Regions from separate parts of the Mus musculus genome. Here region 1 is linked to region 2. The links are chromatin contacts, called in public HiChIP or PLAC-seq maps. All regions are on one chromosome and are shown on one strand. Each heading gives the region's core, a stretch centred on a gene start, on an enhancer-like site or on the middle of the called end of the contact. The rest is flanking DNA. Distances are from core to core; before and after follow the strand shown. Region 1 overlaps Mosmo (modulator of smoothened). Region 2 holds the start of Eef2k (eukaryotic elongation factor-2 kinase).

Region 1 (6,803 bases), core at 2,549-5,048, 130 kb before region 2:
GCTGTCATTTTGTTTTTTGATCTTAGCCATTCTGACTGGTTCTAAAGTAGTTGTAATTTGCATTTCCCTGTGGTTAAGGATCTTGAACAACAACTACCACTACTGCTTCTACTACTTCCTTCTCCTCCTATGTGCTTAGCCATTTCTGTTTCTTCTCTTGAGAACTCTGTTTAGTTCTACATCTCAATATTTAATAGGGTTCTTTGTTTTCTTGGTGTTTAGTTTTTAGGTCTTTTTTTATATTTTAGACACTAATCCTCTGTCATATATATGGCTGGTAAAGATTTTTTTCCCCATTCTGTTGGCTGCCACTTTGTGATGGCATCCTTTGCTGTGTACAAGGGTTTTTTGTTTGTTTGTTTCATGAGGTCCCATTTATTAAATGCTGGTCTTAATTTCTGCACTACAGGGGTCCTGTCTGGAAAGTTTTTTTCATGTGACTACAAATTGAAGTGTATCGCCTAATAGATCCAGTATACCAGGTCTTATATGGAGGTTGTCCTTGAACCTTTTGGAATTCAGTGTCATTCTTCTTTGTGAGGATTCACTGTTTAAGCAAAACTGTTGAAAATGCTGTGGTTTTTCCAGTGTATATTTTTGAGCTCTTTGTCAAAACCTAGGTTGGCATACAAGTGTGAACATATATCTGGATCCTCAAGTCTGAACAGTGTATCTGGTTTTATGCCAGTAGAGTGCTCTTTTTATTCTTTTTATTGTGATGTATTTATTGTAATGTGAAATCAAGGATGGTGATACTGTTATCCTTGTGTTTCCATAACAAATTTAAAATTATTGCCTAAGTTTTTATAAAGAATTGTTTTGGAATTTTATGGGATTGTGTTGAACCTGTAGATGGTTTTTAATAGGATGGCTATTTTCACAGTATTAATCCTACCAATCTATGAGTGTAAGAAGTCTTTCCATTTTCTGATACCTTCTCATATATTCTCCATTTTCTTTCTTCAGTGCCTTAAAATTTTCATTGTATGAGTCTTTCATATACTTGGCTAGATTTATCACAAGTTTTGTTGGGTTTTTTTGTTTGTTTTGTTGTTGTTTGTTTGCTTCTAAGCTGTTGTGAATGTATTGCTTCCCTGTTGGTTGGCAGTTTATAGAAAAGCTATCAGGTTTTTGTATGTTAAATTTTGTATAAAGTAGTCCTGCTTCTTTGCTGAATGTGTTTTATCAGATGTAGCAGTTTTCTGATGGAGTCTTTTTTATGTATAGAATTATATCTTCAAATAAGAATAGTTTGACTTCTTCCTACTTATATTCTCTTTTATTACCTTCATTTTTTGTTTTATTGTTCAAGGTTTCAAGTACTGTATTGAGCAAGAGTGAAGAAATCAGACATCCTTATCTTACTCTTGATTTTAGTGGAAGTGCAACAGTCCCTCTCTGTTGAGCCTGATGTTAGCTGTGGACTTGTGAGATGCTGGTGGTACTATTCGTTCCCATGGAAGACAGACAGTGTCTACCTGCTCCTCCCACAGTCCCAGTGACAAGCCAAGGTGCAAATTCATCAAAGTTTACTTTGAGGAAACAATGAGTTTATTGGGCTTACTTACAGAAAGAGCAGTCAGTGGCTTAGAGGTTGGGAGTAGGACCCATCGTGGATGTTGACTCCCTCATGGCTACAACAATGGAGTCCCTGATACTTTCCTGACTATATCATCCAGCCCTTCATAGAAACCCTGAGGCCATGTCCAATTAGGGAGGGGTAGACAGTCAACAACCCAGCTGTGATGCCCTGGGGAGCAGACCCAACTGTACTCCTCAAGGTGGTGGCAAGTTTAGTTCTGAGAATAGTCCTGTACAGCAGTTACCTTTATTATGTTGAGATGTCTCTCATATTTCTACATCCTTTAAGACTTTTATCATGAGGGATATTAAATTTTTTAGAAAGCCTTTTCTGCATATTGTCTTGAACCATCTTTGCATCTCTGGGATGAAACTGACTAGATCATACTGGTTGATCTTTTAATTGTTCCTGAATTTGTCTTCCTGCAAGTATTTTACTGAGAATTTTTGTGTCTGTGCATCAGAAAGAGAGGCCTACAATTTTCTTTTTTCGTTTGGTCTTTTTTTGGTTTTGCTATGGGGGTAATACTGGTTTCATAAAAAGAATTTTCAAGTGTTCCTTTTCTGTTTTATAGAGTAATTTGAGGAATGCTGGTGTTAGTTCTTCTTGGAAGGTCTGGTAGAATTCTGTGCCTAAGCCATCTGGTCCTGCACTTTTTTTAGTTGGGAAATATATAAATTTTATGTACATTGGTGTGGGTGCTGGGAAATGAACCTGGGTTCTCTATGAGAATAGACAGCCAGCACTCTTAACTCTCTCTAGCCTAAGTTGGAAGATTTATAATTACTGCTCGTATCACATTGGTTGTTATGAGTCTGTTTACTTATTACTTATTATGGGTCTTACTTACTTTATATTGATTTAGCTTTGACTGGTCATATACATCTAGAAATTCATCCATTTCTCTTAGATTTTTTTTCCCAGTTAGTAGAACACAGATTTGCTTTGTTCTGTTGTTAAGACAGGATCTCAGGTGTAGCCCTGGCTGGCCTGGAACTCACAGGGATCACCTGCCTCTTACCTTCCAGGTGTTGAGGTTAAAAATGTGTACCACCTCACCTGGCCTTGGAATAGAGGTGGGGTTTTTTTTGGGGGGGGGGTCAGGGGGGGTTAGCTTGTCTTTAATGATTGTCTGAATGTTCTAAGTGTCTTGTAACAGCTTCCATTTTGCTCTTAATTCCATTAATTTGGGTCTTTTCTCTCTTTTAGTTAAAGGTGTGTCAATATTGTTAATATTTTAAAAGAACCAACTCTATTTTATGGGTTTGTTGTATCATTTTTGTTTGTTTGTTGTTTCTATTTCACTATTTTGGTTTGTTTGTTTGTTTGTTTGTTTGTGTTTTTCCAGACAGGGTTTCTCTGTATAGCCCTGGCTGTCCTGGAACTCACTTTGTAGACCAGGCTGGCCTCGAACTCAGAAATCTGCCTGCCTCTGCCTCCCCAGTGCTGGGATTAAAGGCGTGCGCCACCACGCCTGGCTTATTTCACTATTTTGAGACCTGATTTTAATTATCTCTTTCTGTCTTCTTGTTTTCTCAAGGCCTTCAAGTACATTATTAAGTTATTAATTGGAGCTCTCTCACAAAATACTTTAAAGAGTTATTTATTTTTGTGGGTTTTAAGTTCTTTGCCTGCATGTTTGTATGTACACCTGTGTCAGCTGCCTTCAGAGGTTAGAAGAGGCCATTGGATGTTGTGGAACTGAAGTTACAGACAGTTGTGAGTAGCCCCGTGGGTGCTGGGAACTGAACTCAAGTTTCCACAAGAGCACAGCCAGTGTTCTTAACTGATAAGCTATCTCTCCAGCTCAATTTTTTTTTTTTTTTTTTTTGGATGGGGACAATGCTATAAACTTCCTCTTAAATCCCTTCATTTTGTCCCGTTGATTTCATATGCTGTGTCTTCATTTTCATTAATTTCTAAAAATTTCTTCTGGCTTGCTTTCTTGATGCAATTATCATTCTAATAATATGTAGCTTAATCTCCATGGCGGGGAAGTGTGGCAGGTCCTCCGAGGTGGCGGCGACACAAACGACACGCACGGACACCAAGGCAGGTTCACGCAATGGCTTCTTTACTTCGGGCTTTTTCCTTTTACAGCTCTTTTCCCCAGCAGCCTCTTCTTCCTCCATCCTTCTCGCAGCAAGGGCTAAACTCCTTCTACTTAGGGCAAGGCTATATTCCCAACTCCTGGCAACAACAGCTTCTCTTACTACTACTACTACTACTCACAGCAAGGGCTAAAACTCCTCACTTCTCTACTTCTGGCTTCCACTTAGGGCAAGGGCTAAACAACAACTCTTTCTTGCAGCTTTCCCTCTTACAACTCTCTCCATACTCCTTCTGGCTTCTACTACTGCTTCTCTTAAAACAGCTTCTTCTACTCACGGCAAGGGCTATAACAAAACTATTACAACTCGGCCGACTGACCTCCTTCTAGCTCCACCCCACCTCATCCAATTAGAATTCACACACGCTCCAGGCACGAGCTCAGGTCATTCACAGATAGGCTGACAGGTCTGGATCACGAGGAACCGTCCAGCCTGGCAGGCAGCCCATGCATGCAGCCTCACTGTGCATGCTCTGCTCGGGCAAGGCAGTAAACAAGTGCGCGCACCCGCTTCCCACAGGGAAGAACTTGTATTTTTACTGTTTGGATTGAATGTCTATAGATATCTGTTAGATCCATTTGGTTTGTAACATCATTTAACTGTAAGATTTCTGCCTTTAGTTTCTATCTGGATGACCTATCTATTGGTGAAAGTGGATGTTGGGTTTACCCAGTGTCAATTTGTTGAAGTTAATCTGGTTTTAAATCAAATTGTACTTATTCATAGAACTGAGTACAGTTGTGCTTGGTACATATAAGTATTAAGTTGTCGTATCCTCTTGGTCATTTTTTTTTCTTTAATGAGTATGAAGTGACCCTCCTCCCCTGACTACTTTTTATTCAAAGTCTTATTTTAGTCAGATACTAGAATAGTTAAGCCCTGTTGTTTCTTAGTTCCATTTACTTTCCATCGTTTTACCAGAAGGTGGTGTCTATCACTGATGGTGAGGCATGCTTCTCAGAGAAAGCAAAAAGATGGGTCCTGTTATCTAATCCCGTCTGTCAGTCTGCGTCTTTTTACTGGGGAATTGTGATCATCACTATTAAGAATTGTTGTGTATTCCCATCATTTCGTTGTGTTTGTAGTGTTTTCTAAGACCTCCTTTGACGAACTGTTCTGGAATTACTTATTCCCTCTTCTCCTTTGAATGTGCTTATCCTTCTCTTTAGGCCAAAGGATTTCAATTCTTTCCTCTGTAGAGCTGGCTTAGTGGTTGTAAATTTCTTTAATCTATTTTTATGGTAGAAGTTTTTCTTTCTCTTTGGCCCATGATAGATAGCTTTTCTTGGTATAGTAGCCAAGTCTGGCTGGCATTTGTGGTATTTCAGAACTTACAGAATATCAGTCCAAGCTCTTCTGGTTTTTAAAGTCTCCACTGAAAAGTTAAATGTTATTCTGATGACCCTGTCTTTATATGTGGCTTGGTCTTTCTATCAGCTTTCAAAGTCCTTTGTTTGTTCTGTATATTTAGTGTTTTGAATGTTATATTATGTGGGGAGTTTCTTTTCTGATCTTTTCTTTTTAGTGTCTGTATGCCTCTTGCATCTTGATAGGCATTTGAGTCTTTAGATTTGGGAACATTTTCTTCTATGATTTTCTTAAAAATATTTTCTGTGGCTTTGGGTTTCTTCTCCTTTTATATTTATGATTTGTTGGTTTGGTCTTTTTAATTGTGTCCCAGAGATTCTGCACATTCCATTAAAGGATTTTGGTGGTTTTGTTTTCGATTTAGCATGTTCTTTGGCTAAGTAATCCAATCATGTACCTATCTTCAAATCCTAACATCCTCTCTTCCAATTGATCCATACTGTTAGTGAGTCTTTCCATTGAGCTTTTAGTTTGACTTACTCAGTTTTTCACTTTGTTTTATTTTTGTTTAGTTTTTCTTCAAAATTTCTTTTTATTAAATTCTGTTTTCTTATCTTGAATCATTTTCTTTATTTCATTCAGCTGTTTGGGTTTTTGTCATCTTCAGTCCACTGTGTATTCATATTTCTTTGAGTTCCTTGAACATAATTGGAATTGCTATTTTGAAATAATTATGTGCAGTACCTAGGCTGATTTTCTTGGGAACCATTACTATGAAACTCATTTTTGGAGGCGACATATTGTCTTTAGTTATTTGTGTTGTTTGTTTTGTTGTAGTGGGACCTAGACATCTGGAATTAGGTCCTTGGTAGTGTTTTGTGGGTGGATATCTGTCCCAGATTTGAGTGGGCATTTGGATCTCTGTTTGCTCTTACCCCAGCTTGTCAAGTTATAGACCAAATGAATGGGACTTGGAGTTTAGTTCTGATGTGGGAATAGAGTATTACAAGGGGTGCCAGCTTAGCCAGGACTAGGTAAAGTTTATGAGTACAGGAGCAAAAATTAAAAGATTCTTGATACAAATCTTAGAAAAAGATTTGTGGCATGGGCTAGGGTTACAGCAGGAATAAGGGATGCTACTTGAGGTCCATGCTACTTGGGGTCCTCAAGTGGCAGGGTTTGGGCTACAGGGGGTTGGGTGTTTCCTATCTGTGCAGAGAAGCTACAGTCCCCAAGCAGCAGGAGTGGAGTTGGGTTAGAAGTAGGACTTCCCTACCTGGAGGAAGTGCCCAGGACACATGGTCCTCAGGAAGGTGACCAAAGCACATTTTAAATAGAGATGACTAGTCTTAATGTTTTTGCAGCATGAGATCCAAGGCCAAGGAACAAGAACAGAAATACTAGTTATAATGAGAAGACAGTATTGAGGATGATTTAAGCAGGTTTCAATTAGATACAACCAGTGAACTACAGTGTTGCTTACAGATGGCTGGTTGGTAGTTGGAGGGGCAGAAAGACTCTAAGAGACAGAGGGACCCAGCGTTTGCTCTGAGATTATGTCTCCTGGGAATCTCAGAAGCTATACTCAAAAGGTCTTACCAACATGTCTTCCTAAACAGGAGCTGAACAAGAACAACATTAATCATGCTAAAGTGGAAGGGGTGGGAAGAGCCCAGGAGGCCTCCGCTCCACACAGAGAACTACAGGTGACTAAGAAGTCCCGAGTGTGGAAGAAATAGTCTTCCCCAGGGAAGAGCACACCAATTGGTTACATAAAAACTAAGCAGGTTGTAATTATGTAT
Region 2 (7,775 bases), core at 2,256-4,755:
TGAGGCCCACCGCATTAAAAGCAAACAAACAAAAAAAAACCAACAAAAACAGAACAAAACTAAACTGGTCTGGATTCTTCCAGATCTTTTCCTATTCAAACATATAGGCAAATAAAGCTAGACGCCTCACTCTCAGAACACCCTAAGATAGGAGAAGAGTAATTTCATGGATTCTGCTAGTCTTTATAAAAACTGTCCTGGGGTAGAGAGGTGGTTCAGCTGGTGAGAACACTTGTAGCTCTCAAAAAGGACCCAGGTTCAGTTCTCAGGACCCATGTAGCGGTTCAAAACTGGAAACCTCCAGTTCCAGGAGACCCAGACCCGACATCCTCTTCTGACCTCCACAGGCAACATGTATGTGTGTGGTACACGCAGACAAAACACTCATGAAGTAAATTATCTTTAAAACAAACAACAAAAAAACTGCTCTAGCCATGCAGCCCAGGCTGGTCTTGAACTAGCAATCCTGCTTCAGCCTTTTTTTTTTTTCTTTAAACTTATTTATTCTTTTTTTGTATATTTTGGATATTTTCTACATAGTGAGCCAGCCACTTTTAAATTTTTGTCTGGATGTATGTCTGTGTACCACAGCAGATGCTTGGTGTCAGCAGAGGCCAGAATAGGACATCAGAGCCACTGGAGCTGGAGCCACAGCTGTCACCAACCATGTGGGTGCTGGGAAACTGATCTTGTGGAGGAGCAGCCAGTGTCCTCAAAGGCTAAGCGATCTCTCAGCCCTCGGCCTGAGTTCTAAAATTACAGGCATGTGCCACCCCATCCAGCCCCATACATAGCTGGGTTTGCTGTTGTATTTTAAATGTGGGCACCTATTCTAATTTCTTTTTTAAATTACAGCAATTTATTTTGTGTATGTGCATGTATGTATGTTGAGGCTGGACAATATCCTGCAGGAATTAGTTATCTCCTGCTACGTGAGTCCCAGAGATGGACTCGGGATTATGTGTCAGGCTTGGCAAATGGCTTTACCTCCTGAGCCATCTTATCAACACCTCCAATTTCTTTTGCATGGTGCATAATCTCTTTACCCTTAGGCATATAGCTGAGAGTGGAATCGCTAGGTTCTATAGGAGCATCTGACGGGTACCGGAAAACATACTCAGTGTCATTATCTATTTGGAAAGTAGACACTGAAAATATGGATCTAGCTGGGAGTGGTGGTACAGCTCCCTGTGCTGTGGGGCTGATCTTCCAGAAGGGCAGGCCAGGTGGGGCACACATCCTTCGAGCTGTCATGCTGGGCAGCTCCAGGACAAAGCACTCGTCTTTCTGAGTTCATGTGGCAACATGGGATCTTAATCAAGAAAATCAAACTTGTCTGGTGTGGTGGTGCATGCCTGTAGTCCCAGCACTTGAGAGGCAGAAGCACTGGTCTGCACAGTGAGTTTCCACAACAGTCAGAGCTGTGTAGAAAGATCCTGTCTCTTAAAAAGAAAGGGGATGGGGGGGGGGAATCAAATGTTTTGCGGGGAATGTTCATGCTGACAACAGTCTGAAGTCCTGACTTCCCCTGGGAGAGCAGGTTTACTGCTCTCAAACACCAAAGAGCCTACAGGACACAAGAGATCTGCATAGACCCAGATCTGGGCTAAACCATGCCTCTGTATAACCTTGGAAAAGCCACTTTCCTAGCCTGTTCCGTGTGCTAAGTGGAGGACAGTTAGGAAGGTTGTGAGGAATGGTATGAGGAGTACTCTCGCCTGTGTGCAAGGTCCTTTTGTTACCAGTAACACACTACTACAGACCGTCAGATGCTGTGATAAGACCCATGACCAAAAGCAACCTGAGGAGGAAAGGGTTTATTTCAGCTTACAGCACACAGTCAGTCCATGAAAGGGGCATTTGACCCAGACATAAGGATTGGGACCCACAGGTTGAGAACCACTGGCTGAGACTTAAGCACACTGGCTGTGCTTCAAGAAGGCCTGGTTTTAATTCCCAGCACACACATGGCAACTCACAACTGTAATCCCAGTTCTGGACAACCAGACACTCTTAGACAGACATGCAGACAAAGCGCCCATACACATAAAATAAGTAATTTTTAAAAGGTGGATTTTTGGCTCATGGTTCTGGAAGTACAAAGTGTAGAGGATGTTTCTGGTGTTTTTGCTGGTACAACTTCAAGGTGGTTCAGGTCTTCAGGTCTTTAATCTGAAAGCCCAGGCCAGACAAGCCTGTGGCAGAATAGATATTATGGTGTTTCTCCTGTCAGTAAGTCTATTAACAGTTGCTTTATTAAATGAAATAGATCACACCCTTTCCTAACTGTGTCCCTGGGCAAGATACATTCTTTATAAGTCTCAGTCCTATGATCTGTACAATACAGCTAGTCGTGCCTGCATACCTTATATAGCTGACTGCAGCTGGATGGACAAATAGCTCAAAATGTGCAACTGTTTAGATTTTTACTCTAAAGTATACGGTGAGATATGACCTCAAAGTACACATGCCTGCCTCCACTGGTTTTCAGTCTTTACATCTTCCAAGGGCTACCTTCCTTCCATGCACTGCACCAGATTTGAGTTTTGAGAAAGGGCTTCACCATGTAGCCCAGGCTGGCCTTGCTTTTCTGGGGACTGCAGAGGTCTACCACCATGCCCAAGTTCCCACCCATTAAGCACTATGTGCCAGGCCCTAGGCTCAGAGTTAGGAATACTGTGATTTTTCCCTCCAGAGAGTCCAGGAAGGCTTGACAAAGATTTTTCTTTTTTGTTTTTGTTAAGACAAAGTTTCTCTGTGTAACAGCTCTGGCTGTACTGGAACTCCCTCTGTAGACCAGGCTGGCCTTGAACTCACAAAGATCCTTCTGTGTCTGCCTCCTGAGTGCTGGGATTTGCCACCACCGCCCGGCCCTGATAAAGTTATTAATTAAAAATTATAGAAATAGTTGGAATTGTCAGGTAGGCCGAACTGTATAAATTTAAACCGAATATATGTTTATATACAAATATTAAATTTAAACAAAAATATATAGGTTATATATTAAATATTTACATATACGTGTATAATTTTCTATACTTATATTTATAAATTTATATGTAAATATTAAATACATATGTGCTTACCATGAATTTGGATTCTTTATGAGTTTTTAACACAATTTTTGTTGTTTTGCCCCCTCCTGCTCCTTCGTTACCCCTCCCTCTCTTGAAAGTGTTAAATTTCTTCAAAATTATGTCATGAAATCCTTAAGATTTCCCTTTTTTTTTTTTTTTTTGAGACAGGTTTTCTCAGTGCAGCCCTGGAACTCACTGTGTAGACGACCAGGCTGGCCTTGAACTCAGAAATCCGCCCGCAGTCTGTCTTCCAAGTGCTGGGGTTAAGGGTATGCGCCACCAGACACACAGCATGAAATCTAACGTTAGACCCAGGTGTCTAGGAAGCGTTCAACAGGCGGGGGAGCCAGAAGACAACACGGCGGCTGCATGGAGGTGATGGCCACCCGGGGACGGCCACGTGAGCCCGGGCGTGCGCCCCGTGCGTCAGTCCCGCCCCAGCCCTGGTCCCAGCCTCCAGCCTCCAGCTCCAACCCCAGCGGCAGCAGCCCCAACTCCAGCCCGTGCTCGGCTCCAGCGCTCCGACGTCTTCAGGCGCCCCACTGCGGCTGCGGGCCTGGCTCTCTGTCGCCTGCGCTTTGTACCGGGGATTCTCCTCCCTCCCTGCACCCTGGAGCGCCCGGCCGCCAGCCTTTGCCAGCTCCTTGGGATCCTTGCGGCCGTGGGCAGCAGCTGTCGCGCCTGCCACACTGTGGGAGGTAGGTGACGGGAAGATGGGGAGCCCGCGCGTCCCGCTGCAGCAGCCCCCCGAAAGGCCACTGGGGCGCTTCTCTGGTTGCAGAGCTTCCCCCGAGGCTCAGTGTTTGCGTCTGTAAGGAAGGAAAGAAAGACGTTGGCAAGCGGTGAGCGCAGTTCTGGTTGCACCAGGCAGCGCACGCGGGCCTCCGCCCGGGTCTCCTCTGTGCCTCGGCGAGCCCGCCTGTCCCCCTGAAACGCCCAAGTAACATTTCCCCTCGCCGGGTTCCCCACACTAGAGGCCTATGCGGGCCTCAGTTCTCGGAACCTCGAGGTCTGAGCTGCATACGCCCTTGCAGCATTGTTGGTTGAGGGAGTTGGGGTGTTGGCAGGCGTTGGAGACTTGTGCGCCAAGGGGCTGAGCATTCGTATGCAGTTGGTGGCGCGGGGGCGGGGACCTCCTGGGTGAGCCCTGGGCCAAAACTAGCTAGTGTCGGCTAAGGGGATTGCGGGAAACCTGCCCAGCTGCGCCCTGTGTGTGACTGATCGCGTGCGTTTCGGAAGAGTGAGATCTGACTTGGGAATTCTCCTTGGGGGAGTATTTCTGCGTCCTCCGCGATGAGGCGCTCCCTGGCTTGGGACCACTGAACAGATATTACGGAGGAGAAAGCCGAGGTCCAGAGTGGACCCCAGATCCTCAGAGGCCAGGTAGGGAATGTAGAGTAAGTAAACAAGGATTGTGAGTGTAGGGGTTAAGAGTGAAGTTTTGGGAAGACTTCCCGGGGAAGGTGCTGTTTGCTCTGTGAGGAGGACGAAGCCAGTGGAGGGAGTGGGTCCAGGCCGTGTTCAAACCCCGACCTTAGACAGCTAGCTCTTCACCCCTCTCTGCTGCGGCAACAGTTCCTGGGAAAGGAAGGCTAGCGGGGAGCGACTCCTTTGTTCCAAAGAACTGGGTTCTTTTGAGAGTCTGAGCGCGTTAGGCGTGACTTTCCTGAATGGCTCATGCCACGCTGTTTCACAAACATAGTATTTTCAAACCTTTTACCCTGCACTGATCAGACTCGCCCCAAGAGATCTTGTCATCCACAGCTGGCAGCTGTTAATTCCCCCCTGGGAACGGCCTGTAGGAACCTAGGGGTGCACGGCAGGATCGAGTTGTTTTTAGGGTTCCTTCTCTACCTTAATTTCTATTGTGAAGGAGAAAAACTTCAGGATCAGGCACAGCAACCAAGTAGCAACAGCCTTTAGGAAGGCTTTAGTTGGTGAGAGAGGCAGCTGCAGGAATCAGTTACCTCCAAGTCCCAGGGTGCCACCGGGTCTACACCTGGGATGATCCTGGGTTTGAGCCTTAAAAGCTTGTTGGATGAGGGCCTGTGGGGGGGTGGGGGAGCATGGCCGGCTCAGAGGGTGAGAACACTTACCTCTGAAGTGAAAGGGGAAAGAGCTGTAAGATCATGGGGACTCGGTTGCCCTGGCTGAGTGGCTCACCCGTGCCACACCATCTCCTGGGCATCCAGTGTGCTCTTCTGACTTCCACAGTCACCTTCGTGTTCACACACACACACACACACACACACACACCAAATTAAAGAGTATCTGACTAAACTCTTGCAACCAGGGTCTACAGGTACAGACTACAAGGCTTCGGAGAAAGAAAAGGGTTGAGTCAGTCGCTGCAGTACGGTAACATTTCACAGGCTGAAGAGTCAGAGGTGAGTGAGTGAGTGCGGGGCTGTGGTTCTATCAACAGCTGCCCCCTGCATGGCTTGCTTGCCGGCCTCCGATTGCTGGACCACACTGGAGTTTCCTTGAGGAGCTCTGCGGGGAGGTGCCCAATTTGCATTTCTAAGAAATTCTCAGGGGAGGTTCCTAGCTGCTCCTGGGTGTTCTAGTTAAGGAAATAGAGACTACTGTTAGGCAAGTCACTGAAGTCCTCCGTTCCTCAGCTTTCTCCCCAGTAGAAAGAAGCAAATAGCACCTGCCTCCTGGGAATGGAAGGCAGCTCCGAAGGAGGGGCTGTGTCAATAGATGTGAAGGAGGACAAGTTGGCAATAGATTGAGTAAGGAGAATAGCTTGAGACAGGTGACTGAGGGAAGGCACAGTGTCCTGCGATCCTGGGTCAGGTGATGGAGCCCCTGTCCTTTCTGAAGCTCAGAGAAGGTGCTCTGTGATGCTGTGGAAATGTCATCAGCCCGCCCTGGTCAAGGTGTGAAAAGTGAGCCGATGAGTGGGCCGATGAGTGGGCCGATGAGTGGGCCGATGAGTGGGCCGATGAGTGGGCCCGGTCGTGGTGCAGAGTTATTTGGGCCACAGTTCATATGCCTAAATGCAATCACGTGGTCTCACTAAGTTGCGGGAGATGCTGGGAGACACGGTCTCTGGCTGGGCCAGTAGAGGCTGCTCTAGATAGCACCCAGCTTGTCTATGATGCCCTGAGCACTGGACTCATTTCTCAGTTTCTTTGGAATGAAAAACCAGCACTGGGGATGTGGCCTGATAGCATGCTTGCCAAATAGGCACAAAACCCTGGGTTTCACCTCAGCACTTCATAAACCATGCCCCCTATCCCAGAACTAGGGAGGAAAGAAGCAAGACAGTCAGAAGTTCAAGGTCACTGCCTCGACATAGGGAACTGGAGGCCAGCCTGCCTATGAAAGACCCTGTCTCAAAAGAAAAGCAAAAAACACAGATAAGCCCATAAGTAAAGCTTAAGAATCTAGCAGTGCTGGAGCAGTGCACATCTCTAATCCCAGCACTTGGGAGGCAGAGGCAGGCAGATCCATGAGTTGGGGCCAGCCTGGTCTATATAGCTAGTTCCAGGACAGCCAGGGCTACACAGAGAAACCCTCTCTTGAAAAAAGAAAGAAAGAAAAAGAGAGAGAGAGAGAGAGAGAGAGAGAGAGAGAGAGAGAGAAAGAAAGAAAGAAAGAAAGAAAGAAAGAAAGAAAGAGAGAAAGGAAGAGAGGAAGGAAGGAAGGAAGGAAGGAAGGAAGGAAGGAAGGAAGGAAGAGAAAAGAAAGAAAGGAAAGCTCAAATTAGGCAGAGCTCTATGTCCCTTGGCCAGGGCTTTGAAGCAGGTTTTGCTGTTAGGAGTGGACCTTGTCCTAAACAGCAGACTTAATGAAGCAAGCTGTGATGGACCCCTAGGGTACCAATACTGTGCAGTACCTGGTTGATGTGACTCAAACACCTTTCTGCTTTGTTCTATGTATTTCTGAGTCGGGGAGGGGGCAACATCAGGAATCAGGAACTAAAGCATCAAGTGAGGGTCTCATTGATATCCAGGGCCTCGGCATACACTAAGGACTCACAGATAAACAGCCAACAATGAAGAGAAGCAGCACTTTATGTCAAAGTAAAAGAACTGAGAGATCCATGCTGGCTTCCTCCATCACACTCTCATTTTCCAAGTCCAGAATCAGTCACCATTTACATGAGTCTGCTTAGCGTCCCTACCTTCACGTCCACAGGTCCTGCCGCTTAGAGTGCCTTAGAGTGCTCACAGGGGCTACCGTTCAGGATCAAGCTTAGTGCTTGCCTCCTCCAGAAGACCTTCTCTGGGTCATTTCCTCACTTGTGAATCAGCAGGCAGCAAACAGTAGCTACCCCAGGGAGACCAACTCCTCAGCCCCACCATGCCTGGAATAGAATTGGTGCTGGGAAATACCAGCTGCTATTCCATCCTGACCACCCCTACCCTCCTCTACCACCCCCCCCACATCCACCCCAGCACCTCTTCCCAGGCCCCGCATAACAATTCCTTTCACACACCAAGGCCCAACAGTAATAACCCTGCTAAAAATGTCCATATCCCAACCCTGAGGATCTGTGAGTGTGTGGCCTTACACAGCAAAACAGACTTCTTAGAGGTGAGCAATTGGGGACATCGTCCTGGATTGTCTTACTACACCACAGGGTCCTTATACAGAAGAGGTAGAAGCCAGGCATGGTGGCACTGTCACGCCCTTAGTCCTAGCATTCCAGAGGCAAAGACAAGCAGATCCTTGAGTTCAAGGCCAGCC

Evidence for each region. HiChIP or PLAC-seq counts read pairs in DNA pulled down with a chosen protein or histone mark.
Region 1: a contact with region 2 is called in an H3K27ac HiChIP or PLAC-seq map of embryonic stem cells, with 7 read pairs. The contact joins the enhancer-like site here to the promoter of Eef2k in region 2. A contact is called at or near these places in 6 of 115 datasets of contacts at active chromatin or transcription factors (the SCID.adh cell line, double positive thymocytes, effector CD8 T cells and 2 more) and 3 of 9 other capture datasets (adipose tissue, liver and pancreatic islet).

What each region holds. Positions count from the first base shown.
Region 1 is chr7:120,710,068-120,716,870 of GRCm38.p6, forward strand. All of the region lies in intron 1 of Mosmo (modulator of smoothened), which reads left to right. Among named protein-coding and RNA genes, the nearest start is that of Gm51495, 22 kb to the left of the region's middle. Within about 2 kb of position 3,799, at least 13 of the 459 cell types and tissues checked have an H3K27ac peak or open chromatin away from gene starts, as enhancers often do. A contact at or near this core is called in embryonic stem cells, where this site is marked.
Region 2 is chr7:120,839,326-120,847,100 of GRCm38.p6, forward strand. Eef2k (eukaryotic elongation factor-2 kinase) reads left to right here and starts at 3,506. Exons shown (of 18, transcript NM_007908.4): 1 at 3,506-3,775. Gm36449 (a long non-coding RNA gene) reads right to left here and starts at 4,186. Exons shown (of 2, transcript XR_378468.3): 1 at 3,274-4,186; 2 at 1,802-2,195.